Linked DNA regions of Hordeum vulgare: region 2 is linked to region 1. The links are chromatin contacts, called in public Hi-C maps. All regions are on one chromosome and are shown on one strand. The core of a region is the stretch at or near the end of the contact, and the rest is flanking DNA. Distances in the headings are between cores, read along the strand shown.

Region 1 (5,083 bases), core at 1,381-3,880:
GCATACTTCACGATGACCAAGCTCCAAGAAGGCAACCATGAGGATAGTTCCAACAAAATATTGAATCCAAATGGCAGTATGTCACGTCCCTAGCTACTTGTAATGTATAAGAATAGCTAAGCATGCATGCATCATGTTTAAATTCCTTTGAATTTGAATTGAGGGTATTTCAAAAGCCTCAAAAATCAATCAAAATTGCTAAAAACCAAAAAGAATCTCCAATGAACCCAAAGTGCCCTTCTAAACCCTAGGGATTATGACAAGAGTTCATTTGATTTACTTGGACTCATCCCAATATTGATGAGGATTAAAAGGAATATGATTTAGCTTTGAATTAAATCAATAAAGTATGTGAATGTGGTTTATATTATGTTATAAAATAAATATAAATCCAAATGTTTGAAAATTGTGTGTGTAGCCTTGGATAGGTTCTATAAAGCTACATTTAAATTTTCAAAACATTTGGAGATAGTTTAGATCTCCAAATAACACAAAAACAGATGGAAAAATAGAAAAGATAAATAAAAAGGAGAATTATGTGTTCGATCTAGAATTCTAGCAGCCATCTCGGCCCAGCTTGACAGTCTTCTTCTTCCTTTGGACAGAAGGGCACGAGCGTGTGCTCGACACATACGACCACGTGTCATGGCCACCTCATGCTTATCTACCCGCATCCCCGCGCTGGATAAGGACACCGCAACCGTCTGGGATGTTCTCTCATCCTCATTCACCTTCACCCTCACCTTGCTCGCTCGATCTCGAGCTCATGTGATAATGTTTATATGGGGAATGGGTGCCCATGATAATGACAGTAAAAAAATAAAAAATTGCTATGTATAGAAAATAACTTGAATGTAACGTGTATCAGATCATAATTTGTATGCCGCAAATACCACGACCCTCATTTCCCATGAAAATGAACAAGGATGTACAACACGTATTCAAGTTTCATATCCCAAAATTTCAGAATTTTTTGAAAAATCTCAATATGTTTTTAATGCTATTTTCATATAAGGATGTGTGACACCCGATAGCTGCAATGCACTTCTTCGAATAAACCCCACTTTATTTTTGACAGAATAGAATAAGGAAAATGTTTATATTAAGCCGGCTGATTTTAGTCTCACGTAAACCGCCCCCTATGCTCGCCACGTGTAGCCCGCCTACCGCCCACGCTCTCCTTACTTATCCTTTCCTGAGCCAGATCCCCTTTTCTTCCCCGTCCGCTCTCTGCCATGAACCACACTTGCTTCTCCCTTCCATACTCGCTCCTCTCTTCCATGCTCGCTTCTCTCTTTCATGTGCTCCGTCGTCGCCGTGTGCATCCGCCATGGCCTCGCTCCTGCTGGGTTGGAGCAGCTCGCCGGCGGCGTGCTGCATCCCGTCGCAGCATGCCGTCATCATCGTCGTGTTGCCGTGTGCTTCATCACAACACCGTCGTAGCATCCCATCGCCTGTCGTGTTGTATCCTGTCGCCCGCCCTGCTGCATCCCGTTGCCGTCGTGCTGCATCCCCGCCTTTGATGTTCATCCCCTGCCTTTCTCCCAGTCGTGGATCTCCATCGTAGTACTCACGAATTTCTGCGCTGCGACAGCTCGTGTTCCACCGGCACGTAACAAATCAGACTGGTTGTTGAAGTGAAGCTGGTGGAAGAGGTGCAGTTCAACGGGCTGCTGCCGCGCCGCGATGGTGTAGATGCAATGCAACATGCCAGTGGTGGGTGGAGGAGCTGCACTACAACGGCAATGGTTCTACGCGTCAGCTGCGGAACTGCAGTTCAACGACCACGGGGCCGTGCGTCAGCGGCGGAGTTGCAGTGCAACGACCATGGAGCTGTAGTGCAGTGAAACAAGTCGGTGACTGACGGAGCTCCAGTGCAATGCAATGGGGCATGGTGTTGTGTGCCGGCGGCGGAACAACATTGGAGCACTCTCCGGGTGTGTAAGCATCGCCAAAATTGCAGTGAAGCTTCGCCGTAGGTGTAGTGATGCATGTCGGAGGGTCGTGGAAACTTCGTCGAGATTGCAATGGAGCCGTCGGAGTTGTAGTGAAGCGTATTGCAGCTGCAGTCAAGCACACCGGAGGGTCGTCGAAACTCCATTGAGGTTGCAATGGAGTGACGGCGGGGTTGCAACGGTATGCCGGCGACGCCGTTGATGTTGCCATGGAAGCTACGTCGTTGATTCTGCCATGAAAAACTGCAATGCCGAGGATACGAAGAAGGAAGTCGGGGAATCATCCAACTGATTCATAGCAGTGCCTATAAAATAAATCCCACTTACTTAGAAATTGTACGAACTCCCTTTGCTCTGCAGAGCGGAGCGGGGCGTTGTGCACTTGTAATTTAGGAAGTACTCCATCCGTTCCTAATTATAAGTCTTTTTAAAGGTTCCACTAGTGAATTACATACGGATGTATATAGACATACTTTAAAGTGTAGAGTCACTTATTTTGCTCTGTATGTAGACCCCTAATAAAATTTCTTAAAAGAATTATATTTAGAAACGGAGGGAGTAGCTAATAGGATGAGCGGCCCTCCTCTACACGGTGGAGGAGTGCCGAACACAGCCTTAGTAGCAGGTCCCACCTACGAGCGCCATATATTGAATAAGAAAAGATACCCTGCAGCGCCGGCGCATAATAAAAGGAGACGTTGGAGGCTTTCCCCTTGCCCCATCCCGAATTAAACCCCTTCCTCCTCCCAATTCGCGTCTTCACGGAATCCAAACCCCAAACACCATCCATGGCGATGGCGTCCTTCCGCCTCCTTCCTCTCGCGCTCCTGCTCTCCGTGGCGCACGCGCGGACCCCACGGCTTGAGCCCACCATCCGGCTGCCGTCGCAGCGCGCCGCCGGGCAGGAGGACGATGACTCCGTCGGGACCAGGTGGGCCGTCCTCATCGCCGGCTCCAACGGCTACTACAACTACCGCCACCAGGTGAGCACGCGCTATTATACTACTCTTTGCTCGTTTGCATCTCCGCGATCCTCGATTTTCCGTTCCTATTTTGTCTTCCTGTCGGTTAATTCCCTGGTGTGCATCGCCGAAACAATAGGTTGGAAAAAAAATGTTCCGTTTGGTGTCGCTGCGTGTTCCTGATTGTTCCCTCCTATTTTGCGTGGTTGACGCGTTGAGTAATCCTACCAAAATTGGACTATGATTAGCGAACCCTGTTAATATGATGATGATATTGGCGCGGTGCCATATCGCCGTGAGGCAAATACTTGGTTTAAGAACGATTTCTTGTACATCTCATTTGGCATATAAACTGGAAAAATAAAATTAAATATCGTACATATGGCCTGCGTTTTTGTTACGGGCTCCACCCACTGATTTTTTTTTTAATAGAAAAGGAGGCTCCACACACTGATAAGATGAGTGTGTATTATTGTAGTACAACCCTTGTGGTTCCACCCACTAATAAGTACGGTTCCTTATGCTACTATTTTGTCTGTATATATGGTATAAAACGTAATGATATAATTAACTGCACTGCTCAGCCAAAATGATTTTGTTGTTGCTACGTACTGGCAGGCTCTTTGAACACGAATTCAGCTGTGTGTGTTTTTTTGTACACTTGATAGTACAGTACCACCATGACGATGAAATTGGGAGGGGTTAGTGACGATAATTAAGTACTGTGTTTGATTTGTGGACCCGAATTTTGCACTTTGCAGGCCGATATCTGCCACGCCTACCAGATCATGAAGAAGGGTGGTCTCAAGGATGAAAACATCATCGTTTTCATGTACGACGACATTGCGCGCAACCCAGAGAACCCAAGGCCGGGCGTCATCATCAACCACCCCCAGGGTGGAGATGTCTATGCTGGGGTCCCTAAGGTAATCACGCGTCTTCAAGGAAATTTTTCCAGTAATTGTTGATGCAGTAAAAATCTAAGATTGGTAGATTACCTTACTGGGTGTTACAAACTCTTTGATGGTTGCAGAAAAATGTGAATGTAATATTTTAGAAATTACACAAACGGTAATTTCAGTAGCAGTTTGCACCTTGTTGAAAATGATTGAATGTCTAAATTTTATCAGTCTTTATGCTATTTTCCAATTGGTCGTGGGTAAGAAGAAGGCCAACTTTCTATGTGATAATGTCAACATCTTAATGGAATGAACCAGTTCTAATGATCATGCATCCCTATCCACAATTTGCCATCTGTTCGACTGAACATTTCTGTTCCGACTGTAGGACTACACTGGGAAGGAGGTTAATGTCAAGAACTTCTTTGCTGTCCTGCTCGGTAATAAAACTGCTGTGAATGGTGGGAGCGGCAAAGTCGTGGACAGTGGCCCTAATGATCACATTTTTGTGTTTTACAGTGACCATGGGGGTCCTGGGGTCCTTGGTCAGTATTCAGAACTTGTCATTCTAGCACCTCCTGTCTTTTATTGCCTTTTTTCAAGAATTTTAAATACCTGAAACCAGTCAGAACAGATATTTCATATACAATTTTAGATATGCACAATTAACTTATTACTGTCATGGTTTTTTTGTTCTGGTAAAAACTTCAGGGATGCCTACCTACCCATACCTTTATGGTGACGATCTTGTAGATGTCCTGAAGAAAAAGCATGCTGCTGGAACCTACAAAAGCCTGGTACCCCACAGCTCTTTGGATATTTTTGCTCAGCATGGTGTGCTGCTTGAAGCAATGGCCTGAGGTGTATAGTCATCTTATTTTTAGGTCTTTTACCTTGAAGCCTGTGAATCTGGGAGCATCTTTGAGGGGCTTCTGCCGAATGATATCGGTGTCTACGCGACCACCGCATCAAACGCAGAGGAAAGCAGTTGGGGAACGTATTGCCCCGGCGAGTACCCGAGCCCTCCGCCGGAATATGACACTTGCTTGGGCGACCTGTACAGCATTTCTTGGATGGAAGACAGGTACTTTACTTCGTCCGTCACTCTATCCTGGGTCGTTGTACTATGTTTTCCATTCGGACACTAAAATCATGTTTTGATACGGTCAGTTCGAACGCACATGTGGCACTCATGTCAGTTAGTACTTTCTGCTACCGTACAGGGTGTGTTATTTTAAAATGATTAACCAAATAGTACGGCACTACC
Region 2 (5,628 bases), core at 1,410-3,909, 230 kb after region 1:
CACCAAAAGTAATATATCGCCACTCTTATGACATGAACATTGAATTGGTACAATTTAGTTCCGTCAAAGTTCTAACCCAGTAAACAGATGATTTGTACAAGAAATGAAAGAAGGGGAAGTATGAGAATAAATCACGTGGAGTGTTAAGATATACTGATCTTATGATTATATTTTCATTTATTTATTTATTTGCAAGGTTACTACTACCTCTTAAACTCAAAGCAACAACAAAATGATTGACCTATAGTTAACTGTCAACCTTCAAGCACCCTTTCAGCGTTAAAAGAGAAAATTCAAATCTTCTTGCGGCTTTTCATTGTAAAATGAGAAAATTACAACGTTTTACAATCCAGAAAGAGCCTCTTTACTAACCTTCAACTCATCACGGTGCTCCTGAAGAATCTTAGCAGAACCCAACAGCATAGCAACATGTGCATCATGGCCACATCCATGCATCTTCCCAGGCACTTTGCTCTTATGTTCCCATTCCACACTTTCCTGAAGAATACACATGAGGGTATCATAAGTAACATGATCCTTGAAATAGATAAAGTGATAGCCAAATACAGCCTAATCATACTTCAGTGCAGGCATAGGATGCTTATAATGCTTAAATTAGCACCAAAAAATAATTCAAATAAACACAAGAAATGTCCAGTAACTAGGAATAACAATTATACTATCCTTTTCAAGAAAATGCATACAATAATTGCTCCCAAAATTATTATCTACTACTTGTGTAACAGTATGGCATAATTGTCTCATCGCCACACAAGACAAGCTTGAAGCTTAGCTTTGCTATTATATACGTGCATACAGGCTAATCACATGTTTCATTCCCACAATAAGCATAAACCTACTCTTGTATGATCCTGGTCAAAAGTCTAGGGAACTAGCTATGACTAGGCTAGTGTATGCCCCTCTTTTTAATAAGAAAAGTAGTGTTTGCCATCTGTCCAGACTCAGAAGTTTAATTGTACTGAGAACTGACAAGCATTATATTGCATTTCCCCGCGGTCAATATCAAACAGTTATCCAGCCAAAAATTTGGGATACGATTCTCTATCCTCCAATTTTGAATTATGACATCTCACACACCAGTGCTGAGAGGTCTACTTAAGTCATCGGTCCATCAGGGTTCGTTTATTAGGAGATTTTGAGTATTATTATTTGGAAAACGTTGTGCTTCAGCCGGCGGATCGCACGCAGCCTTCCATCGTCTTGTCTGTGCGACGCGTGTCCTATTTGAGCTTATGTAGTTTGTCATTCTGCAACTTAACGCTTGTTGCGGATTGCGTACCGCAACACGTCCTATGTTGCAGGATCTGAATCTGTATCCCTTGAGGGCAGACGCCTCTTGCTCATGCAACGCTTGTCTTATGTAGGCTCACCTAGCTTGTATTTATGCAACTTAGCGCTTGTTGCAGTTTGCGCACCGCAGCACCTCCTATGTTGTAGGATCTGAATCTGGATCCCTTGAAGACAGTTGCAAAAGCACCTATGTTGCAACAATTTCTTCCGCAACGGTACCTTTGTTGCAGAAAGATGAAGGAAAAAATTATGCAAGCTGACATATGTTGCAAAAGTTTTCTGCAACATGACCTTTGTTGCAAAAAATTCTTACCCAACAGTACCTATGCTGCACAAAGACGAAGAAAAAATTCTGCAACAAAGCAATTGTTTCTGCAACTCAACCGTTGTTTTAAGAATTAATGGATCAAAAGTTATTTCGCAACAAAGCGATTGTTTCTGCAACTGGGCTATTGTTTCAGGTTGTATTTGACCGGAAGAGGCGATCCAACTGGTAGATCGGACGGCTGCGCGCGTAATCGGACGGCTATTGGGGTGGTGGATATTTGCTACGGATCCACCGGTCGACGCCTAGCAGCTCCCTTATTATTTTACAATCTTACTCTGCTAATATATAGAGCGTCAACAAGAACAATTCCCCTCCAAAGTTAACAAGTGGCGCTGAAGAAATCCTGAAATTCCGCAGTCGCAATATAGAAATGGTTCGGCAGCTGAACCAAGAAATTTTCAACTACCGGACGCAGCAAAGCTAAAACGCGACGGCCCAATACAAACATAAAAGTTGGATACAATCCGAACAGTAAAGCAGAAGAAACAACCTTATCTCAAAAAAAAAAAAAAAAAAAAAAAAAACCTGCATAGGGAGCGCGTCCATGTCGGCCCGAAGCGCGACGAAGGGCGGGCCGCCTGTGCCGACGGTGGCGACGACGCCGGTGAGCGCGAAGGGGTGCCTGTACGGGATCCCCATGGCATCGAGCTCGCGCCGGACGAGTTCACTGGTGGCAAACTCCTCGTAGCCGAGCTCAGGGTTCTCGTGGATCCGCCGCCGCACCCCCACCATCCAGTCCAAGAACTCCGCCTCCTTGGCCCGTCGCAGAAGCCCCGCCGGGTCGTCCAGCGCCGCCGCCCAGGCCGCGGCGGCGGCGATGAGGACGAGGGCGACGCGCAACAGCAGGAGGGGCGAAGCGCCAGCGGCCATGGCCAACGCTAGTACGGAGTAAATGAATTCCGTCGTGATGTTCTGCTTCGGTTTGGGCTATCAACCAGGCGAAACGCGCACGAGTGACGTGGGCAAGACTGAAACAAACCTTGAGCTTGGTTTGGGAGGATTCTGGCTGCTTTTTTACTTCCTCCTTTTTTCTCTGCCCTCTTTGAGTAGTCTTTTGTTTCGAGACGCTTTGGTACACGTTGATTTGGTTGCAGTGGCAGTAGAGTGGTTTTCTTTTTCTTTTTCTTTTCTTTTTCGTCAAGGAGTAGAGGGGTTTGGTTGTAGAGGTGGGTGGGAATCTAGCTGTTGACCACAAAAAACGTGCTTGTGGAAAAGCCATGTCAGTTTAGAAAAATCATTTGTCTTCTTAATGCTTACTAGTTAGCATGCACGTGCAACGCACCTGCAGTGACATTGTCATAACGACGATCTCATAAACGATGCCGGTTAAGTGCGCAAGGCATGTTGGAGCAGTGAACGCCGGGGCGACGGCCTTGATAGCTTTGCAACTTCAACGACATTCATGTCGGTTACAACTATTGTAGACATATGAAACATTCGGATGGGTTACAACTATTGTAGACATATGAAATACGTATATCTTCATCTTCATCGCCACGGGACAGTACATGACTTCTTTCAGACAATAATGAAAGAGCGGCTTGGTTGACGAAGCGAGTTCCCCAGCTAACATGCACGTGCATTGCACGTCTTAATAGAATTTAAAATTGAAATATATACATATTATAATGTCAATTCACATGTAGTTACTTGTGTCGCAATCGTGCATGTGCAATAATTTGTAGAGATCAAATTTTGATGGAATCTTTTTGTTTGCAAACATAATTAGTTACATTCACTTTCAGGTTTATTTGTTCCCATATCCCCTTCCTATTACCATTCAAACGTTACAATAAATATATATGTATTTTAAGCATTCAAGTGTTGCAAAATAGTACAATGAGGTACATGTAACACAATGATGAACATTTTCATGGCCTAGTGACCCGATAATTCTACTTCCGCTACATTTTTACTATGATTCAAATAGGGTCTGAAGGCATTAGGCATTACAAAATAAAGACATAGAATTGTCATAATTTACAACAGGCTTTTCACTTCGCGAACCATTTCCTAAGTGATCTACTGCTTGTACTTTTGCTACAATGATGTAGTGATACAAGTAGGATTTGAAGGCCTTATGACCTACAACAAAAGGAACATAGCTGCTATAATTTAGAACATGATTTTGGTTTCTAGAACCATTTCATGCGTAAGTAATCTGATGCTTGTACTTTCGCTACAATGATACAACGATATAAGCATGATCTAAAGGCATTAGGCATCATGCAAGCAGTATTAAGTTCACTTGTTAGGGATTGCCAGCCAGGTAACGATTATCAAATCAACTGATCTCTAATTTTACAAGCTAATTTGGCTAAGCATTGATTGACCCAAATTTAACGGAAGTTAAAAACCTGAAAACCAAAAAAAACTTTTTAGAGTCGTGAAACAAGTGAATCTTCTATCCATACAAGGAAATCTTAAATTATGCCACACACTTGGTTTTCACACCATATTTGAAGTTTCAGACATCTACATGAAAATGCTCTTTCTCTTTCTATAACCATGATGTATATGACTTGAAATATACAACTGTTACAAATAATATTAATTTTAGCTTAATTATAGTTACTATTGTAGCCTTGGCAACCCATAGCTCATAGAAGAATCCATTGGTGACACTACTCCCTGTATTCATGTCATTCACCACAACGTTGGTCCACTTTAGGTGCAATGTCTTTGTGATTCCTGGAAAGAGTTTGACATACCAAAGCCCCACAACGGACAAAGTTACTTAGAACAAAGGAGGGAGTGCAATTTATCTACTTTGAAGATATACTTGAGATATCATTACAAGGGGAGCTTATTATAAACCTTTATAGTGCCAAAATAATGACTCGAAACTGAGGAGGCAGATGGGGATTTGGATTACGAGAATGTAAAGCCTAGGGCGCCGATATGGCATCCGATCGGAGTTGGTTGGCATGGAGTTAGTGATAATCAAATTAAGTCCATGAAGTAGTGATTGCATTAGCCATACAATTCATGCTTTGAACTCCAATACCTTGATCAAAGTAATATTTACACTGCATAGAAGTTATGGTATGTAAGGGCGCACATAAATCTATGAAAGGATTAATTATATACTACGGGGAAGCATAAACCTTAAAGATGCCAATTTTGTGTGCCTCGGAGATTAAGAAGATGCACATCCGGGCCAGGCTAATGTTGCTTTTAGGATTTTAAAGATTTGAAACAGCCACCAAGATCGAGTTCATATTAAAAACAGATCAAAGCACATGTATGTATCTATCTATAAGAAGTCAACACTCACTTGAACCCAGCCAAGAGATCGAAGGACCTGATGCACTTGCATCCTACCGCTCACCCTCCACGTCGTTGAAAATTAGTGATCTACTCACATCCTTGAAAAAATGTCAATGTCGTGCAAGGTGAACAGCGGGATGCATATGCAGGTTTGAAATCAACATTACTTTTCGTATCTTAGATATTCTCTAAAGGAGGCAGGGGATACATTAAACACTCATTGTTGATTTCAAACCTTGAAAAATCTCTAGATAAGAAAAGTAGTGTTGATTACAAACCTTGAAAACTTAAGTACGGATAAAAAGGGGCAAGGTATACATTAAACACTAATTCATGTAACAAAAATCATGGGAATATACTCACATCCTGGGTGTTCAAATGAATATACTGCGCAGAGCAACCAGGTTATAAGCCTCCAACAAATCTGCGAGATCAAACTGAATATGCTACTGCCTTGTATTGGATTGGAAAGGAGGTCACCTGAAGCTGCGGCTTTAGCCAATGTTTGATTATCTCTTAGGACCGTGGCCCGTCTAAATCAACACATCTTGCCATGAACATCTTGTTCTCTGCAAACATAGATTCCAATGGTTGTACCAGGTTGAAGAGAGTTTTTCTTCAAGCAGGCATCTTGCAAAAGCTTAAAAGCTTCACTCTTCAGGGGCATGAAAAGTTTCAGCAAGGTTTTGCGGGTGCACCCACCCATACATCAATGTTTT

The links. Hi-C and Micro-C count contacts between places; a contact is called where the count stands out from the background.
Region 2: a contact with region 1 is called in a Hi-C map of leaf, with 2.9 times the contacts expected there. The contact joins the promoter of LOC123443709 here to the promoter of LOC123443708 in region 1. A contact is called at or near these places in 5 of 6 Hi-C or Micro-C datasets (leaf, seedling and an unstated tissue) and 1 of 1 datasets of contacts at active chromatin or transcription factors (embryo).

Annotation. Positions count from the first base shown.
Region 1 is chr3H:308,682,537-308,687,619 of MorexV3_pseudomolecules_assembly, forward strand. LOC123443708 (vacuolar-processing enzyme-like) reads left to right here and starts at 2,631. Exons shown (of 9, transcript XM_045120208.1): 1 at 2,631-2,938; 2 at 3,679-3,843; 3 at 4,205-4,361; 4 at 4,528-4,613; 5 at 4,701-4,900. The coding sequence starts at 2,744.
Region 2 is chr3H:308,909,228-308,914,855 of MorexV3_pseudomolecules_assembly, forward strand. It overlaps LOC123443709 (IAA-amino acid hydrolase ILR1-like 1), which reads right to left and starts at 2,660. Exons shown (of 5, transcript XM_045120209.1): 1 at 2,165-2,660; 2 at 373-498. The coding sequence starts at 2,509.